2 separate regions of the Mus musculus genome follow, and region 1 is linked to region 2. Evidence: chromatin contacts called from public HiChIP or PLAC-seq data. All regions are on one chromosome and are shown on one strand. Each heading gives the region's core, a stretch centred on a gene start, on an enhancer-like site or on the middle of the called end of the contact. The rest is flanking DNA. Distances are from core to core; before and after follow the strand shown. Region 1 overlaps Arid2 (AT rich interactive domain 2 (ARID, RFX-like)). Region 2 has its middle 5.8 kb from the start of Gm6961.

The links. HiChIP or PLAC-seq counts read pairs in DNA pulled down with a chosen protein or histone mark.
Region 1: an H3K27ac HiChIP or PLAC-seq map of T-cell acute lymphoblastic leukemia shows a contact between it and region 2, with 5 times the contacts expected there. The contact joins two enhancer-like sites. A contact is called at or near these places in 3 of 484 Hi-C or Micro-C datasets (embryonic somatosensory cortex, gonadal supporting cells and muscle stem cells), 5 of 115 datasets of contacts at active chromatin or transcription factors (DN3 thymocytes, T-cell acute lymphoblastic leukemia, acute myeloid leukemia and 2 more) and 1 of 9 other capture datasets (embryonic stem cells).

Annotation. Positions count from the first base shown.
Region 1 is chr15:96,343,511-96,346,540 of GRCm38.p6, reverse strand. All of the region lies in intron 3 of Arid2 (AT rich interactive domain 2 (ARID, RFX-like)), which reads right to left. Among named protein-coding and RNA genes, the nearest start is that of Arid2, 58 kb to the right of the region's middle. Within about 2 kb of position 1,465, at least 34 of the 459 cell types and tissues checked have an H3K27ac peak or open chromatin away from gene starts, as enhancers often do. A contact at or near this core is called in T-cell acute lymphoblastic leukemia, where this site is marked.
Region 2 is chr15:95,755,967-95,758,844 of GRCm38.p6, reverse strand. No RefSeq gene overlaps it. Among named protein-coding and RNA genes, the nearest start is that of Gm6961, 5.8 kb to the right of the region's middle. Within about 2 kb of position 1,509, at least 92 of the 459 cell types and tissues checked have an H3K27ac peak or open chromatin away from gene starts, as enhancers often do. A contact at or near this core is called in T-cell acute lymphoblastic leukemia, where this site is marked.

The DNA.
Region 1 (3,030 bases), core at 216-2,715, 590 kb before region 2:
GGAAGGGGAAGGGGAAGGGGAAGGGGAAGGGGAAGGGGAAGGGGAAGGAAGAAAGCTACCAGAGAACAGCTTCAGAGAACTGGTTTGTTTTAGGGAGAGGTGGGTGCTTATGCCCCTGGGGAGGTGGCTGGCGTCTCTGAAGCAAGGTCTGGGTAGCTGTGTACCAAAGGCCAGGGCAGCAGTGTGGGAAGACACTCCATGTTCATACTCAGGGGCTGTAGAGTGGTGGGGAGGGGGATGATCTTTTAAGGTCAAGCAAGGGGTGAAGCCTGATAACTGTCGGGGTGATACACTCTTACTGGGGTTGATGGTGGGGAGCCAGTTTTCTGGTGGTGGCAGCTGGGAGGGGGAGCTTAGCCGACTCCTGCCGTCCTCATCTGAGGCATCATCTCAGGTTGAAGCTCCCTTGACCCTGCGTAACCCTGAGCTATTACAGTCCCACGGCCATCAGAGGCAACACGCTATAAAATACAGGGATAGGAAAGGAATTTGCAAACAAGACCCCATTTGCCAAATAATTGACGTGTAGACTTATAAAACTAAAAATCGTCTGCACAGCTACACAAGCAACTGTCAAAGAGGAAGTTCGCAGAATGGAAGAGAATCTCTGCTAGCTATACTTCTCACAGAAGATTAGTATCTGGAATAGGTAAGAACTCAAAAAAGAAAGCAAAAACAAACAAAAACCCATGTAAAAAGGAGGGGTGGGATCTAAACAGAGTTCTCAAAAGAAACAAAAAAAAGCTAAGAACAATCACAGAAATGTTCATCATCCTTACTGAAGAGGGAACCATAAATCCAAACAACGCTGAGCAAGCTCTTACCCCAGTCAGAGCGGCAACCAGCAACACACAGTTGGACAGGCCTGGGAAGGATGGGGAAGGGGACGGGGAAGGGAAGCTCTCACTCACTGCTGGTGGGAGGCCAAACTGGTCCAGCTCCTCAGGAAACAAGTGTGGAAAAATATCAAAAAGCTAGAAATAAATCTACCATATGACCCTTCTAGACCATTCCTTGGCATACGCTCAAAGGACCTGACATCATACCCCACAGACAGATGTGTATGGCCATACTCACTTACAATAGCTCAATAGGGAATGCAACATAAAATGCCTTCACCAGACTCCCAGATAATGAACTGTGGTACATACGACACTATGGACTACTACTCAGTTATAACGAAAAGTAAAGCCACAAACTCTGAAGGCTAATGGACAGAACTAAGACAGATCACACTGAGTCAGAGATTTCAGACCAGAAATGCAAAGATCACATGTTCTCTCTCACTTTTGGTTCCTAACTTCAAGTCCTCAGGTGAACATGCAACTGAAAGTATAAAGTTGTTGGTCAGGTTTTTCTGACTTCATTATAGGCTACTGCTGCTGCCTTTAGTGCCCTCCAGAGGCCTTTGAACACAGGACCTGGAAATCTGGATCTGACCTGAAAGCCTCCTTCCTGTGCTCTAACTTTCATAGTATCAGAAGGCGCCATGCAAACTTCAAAGGAGGGAAGCCACACCTAGCTACCACAGTGGCACGTGAATCTTGGAGATAACCAACAGCTCTTTAATTACTTGTAGTATATTTCTATGTCACAAAACACCTCATTAATGAAAATTAAAAAATACCACACACCTCAGACAAAGGCCTTAGTGGAAGTGAGCTGGGGCTGACATGGAAGCCTCCTCCCCGGGTAACTTATCAGGAGGCACCGTGCAGGGAAAAGAAGGAAAGAAGACAAGGGTGGCAGGGGCAAAGAGAACAGGCAAGAATGAGGAAGGCACATGTGTAGAGGGGAGGGGAGGGGAGGGGAGGGGAGGGGAGGGGAGGGGGAGACTATCTCGCTGGGTTACTCACGCCACAGACAGTGGCTAAGGAACCAGGGTTAGGAATCCCGTTCCATCAGATACACAAAAATGAATTCACCACTTCACTCTCTGACCTAGACAGTGAAAGTGAAGGATGGGACCACATGGGGCTAAGCCTTGCTGGGGACGGAGCTTGTTCAACTAAAGGGCACAAGACAGTCCGTCCACAAACACACACACTGGCAACAAGAACATGAAGGGCGACAGCCGCTTCTGCAGCTCTGTTCTAATTACTCATTCCCTCTTTCAAATCTGTTCCAGGTCATCAAATAAAAGAAACATATTTAATATTTTGAAAATAATTTTAACAAATAAGAAGCAAACTATAAACCACAACAATGCTAAATACAAAAAAAGTTTTTTTTTCTCCCATGCACATAAAATGTAACAGATTAGCCACAGGCTATAAGGTCAGCACAATCTACCTAGAAACCCTCACTTTTGGGTTCTCTATCATGCGGCGACTCTCAGTTGCTTTTCTCTTGTCCTGATCTGTAAACTGCTACAACTATTTCATTGCTTTAATCATATTTTGTTACACACTTACTTCTTTTTTTTTTGTAAAGATTTATTTATTTATTTATTATAAGTAAGTACACTGTAGCTGTCTTCAGACACTCCAGAAGAGGGTGTCAGATCTTGTTACGGATGGTTGTGAGCCACCATGTGGTTGCTGGGATTTGAACTCCGGACCTTTGGAAGAGCAGTCGGGTGCTCTTACCCACTGAGCCATCTCACCAGCCCCCTACTTCTTTTAAAAAAAAAAAAAAAAAATCATCATATTAGGGCACTTTCCAAAATCTATGAACCCAGCATGAGGTGAAAAGTAACAAGATTTCTTCAAAAGCACAATGTGAAAATCACAAAGGCTAACTTTCTGTAATTTAGGAAATAACTGACAGTTATATTGGAGAGAGAAGAAGGGTAGTTTTGGTCATAATATTCAGAATACACAACACAGAATGAGCCACAAAGCCTCAGACACTGGGATTTGAGTTTGTCTACATGACTTTGAGCATTCCATTGACACAAGATTTTAATGAAGACGGTTCATGGGGCAAACAAATATGATCAGACTGCTTTTGTAGACAATTGTTGGTTCATGTGTTAGGAGCAGGAACAAAGCATATGCTTCAAGGTTATTGTTTTAGCTCCAACAGCTT
Region 2 (2,878 bases), core at 260-2,759:
TGTTCTGTGTGTTGTTCTCACTGTCTCAGACATGATACCCATATTTACCGGATTTTTCAGCATAGTTCTACTATCATATAATTTTGTTTTGTTTTGTTTCTTGTTTTTCAGACAGGCTTTCTCTGGGTAGTCCTGGCTGTCCTAGAACTTGCTCTGTAGACCAGGGCAGCCTTGACTTCAGACATCTACCTGCCCCTGCCTCCCATTTACTGGGCTTAAAAAGGAGTGTGCCCCCACCATCTGGCTATAATTCATTTTTTTTAAAAGATGATTGATATCTTAGATTGCTGAAGTATCAGTGGACGCTCACACATTTGTAAGGATTTGATGTGAAAATTACTAATTGGAGAGACCTGTTTTAGACTCTAAGTTCTCATTGGCTGGACCTCTGAAATATGGCCAATAGACTCGATGCTGGTTTTCCGGTTCTCATCCCTTCCTGAATTGTACTAAGCATGAGGGGGTGTTTATGAGAGGCAGCATGCAGAGCCCTGCCTCGTTCTAGGGTAAGTGAGGTAGCTAACTGATGGCACCAGGCTGGTCTGTGTCCTCTCTTTACCTCCTCCCACACCACAGAGCTTTCACTGCGCAGTTAACACAGATGCCAGCAGCATTTCTTCACAGTCCTCACCCTGTAACCTAGATACACACTTTCTCTAGTCTCAGGTTAACAAGAAAACAAGCAAAAAGTATTACCCAAGGATATGTTGGTATTACCCCAAGCGAAGTCAGCAGACAAGAAATTGAGTCCAGTGTGTAGGACACTATTAGGAATCTAGTTTTTTGTTTTTTTTTTTTTCAGATGAGCATTTCCCCTGAGGATAACTAGCTAGGGTTTTTTCCCCCCATTTTTCTTATATGTATAGGTGTTTTTCATCCATGTATGCATGTGCATTATCTGTGTGCAGTACCCAATGGGGCCAGAAGAAGAAACTGCACCCACTCAGCCTGGAGTTACAGACTGCTACGTGCCACCACGTGGGCACTAAGAATTGAACCTCAGTTCTCTGAAAGAGTAGCCAGTGTTCTTAATCACTGAGCCATCTCTCTGGCTTCTTTCAAGTATTTTTAATCGAATGACAATTTATTTTTCTCTTATTTCTCTAATTTTTATACTACCGTATAATGAAATCATTTATAGTATAAGCCCCTAGCTGGGTTGAGGGGGGCACATCTCAGGAACAGGTCATATATTGGGACCTAACTCTTTTGCTACAAGAGTGTCAAGTGAAGAAGCTCTTAACAGACATTTCTTAAGAGAGTCTAGCCACTGTGTGCAAAGAGCACTTGAGACTCAGTCTGGTTTGCCATCAACCAGGTGTAGAAACACAGCGTTTTGGGCCCATCACTATGGGTCTTCTGTGAAAGGAAGTATGATTACATCTGGGTTTCCTAGCCTTGTTGCTACTGCTGGAAGAAGAGGCCTCAGATACTATCAAACACACTGTTGGGAAGCTGTGAGGCCCACTCTCTGCTGCTCCTCGCAGCTGCTCTGACGGTTGCTGAGTCGGTTGCTTACACAGCTGTTGTAGCTGAGGGCGATCCAGGCACCGTTCCAGCCTTCAAGCTGTTTGTTAGCCCTTAGCAGATGCCTTAGAAGTCCGAGGAAGAGCCTGCTCTATAGTGCAGAAACTCGGTTCTGACCATTCCCAACCACTCGGGCTGCCGACTCTGAGGCCTGCCTTCCTGAGTCACAGAACTTTGCATGTGTGAGATCGAAAGTCAATTTGCTTTTTAGGTTTTAGTTGGGATCCTCTATTCCTGCTCCTTCAACCTAGGATTCTGTTAATATTCTCAAGCCACCCTTCCCTTAGCAAGATTTCAATTTCAGAATTCCCTTAATGTGAAGAACAAAATTCTGGCATGCCCAATTTCTTTTGATAGTTTTGTTTACATTTGGGGACCACAATTCAATTTGTCAAATGTTATTGTGAGAGATATAACAAGAGAAAGATGGATTGTTGGCTGTCATTTCAGACTAGTGCCACATTTAGCCATATCACAAGGACAAGACTATGAGAAGCAGGCTGGGTTTTAGACAGACAAGAAAATTGCCCACAAAACAAACCAGCATTGCTAGGGGGCCCTTAAATGTAATGGCTTTATTGACATCATTTGATATAAGGTAAAGAGTGTGTAAACACGTTTTCATTCTGCCACAACCAAGACAATATGAAGGACTCACACTGTTTATTTCCGTGTCCCTTATGTCAGGCGTGTGCTAGTCATGATGGTGTAGCATGTGAGAGATCATGTTAGGCATGTGCTAGTCATGATGGTGTAGCATGTGAGAGATCATGTCAGGCATGTGCTAGTCATGATGGTGTAGCATGTAAAGGCAACGGACATTGCCCCTGACATGATGGAGCTCACTTCTTTTTTTTTTCTCCATTTTTTATTAGGTATTTAGCTCATTTACATTTCCAATGCTATACCAAAAGTCCCCCATACCCCCCCCTCCCATACCCCTACCCACCCACTCCCCCTTTTTGGCCCTGGCATTCCCCTGTACTGGGGCATATAAAGTTTGCAAGTCCAATGGGCCTCTCTTTCCAGTGATGGCCGACTAGGCCATCTTTTGATACATATGCAGCTAGAGACAAGAGCTCCGGGGTACTGCTTAGTTCATATTGTTGTTCCACCTATAGGGTTGCAGTTCCCTTTAGTTCCTTGGGTGCTTTCTCTAGTTCCTCCATTGGGGGCCCTGTGGTCCATTCAATAGCTGACTGTGAGCATCCACTTCTGTGTTTGCTAGGCCCTGGCATAGTCTCACAAGAGACAGCTATATCTGGGTCCTTTCAGCAAAATCTTGCTAGTGTATACAATGGTGTCAGCATTTGGAAGCTGATCATGGGATGGATCTCTGGATATGGCAATC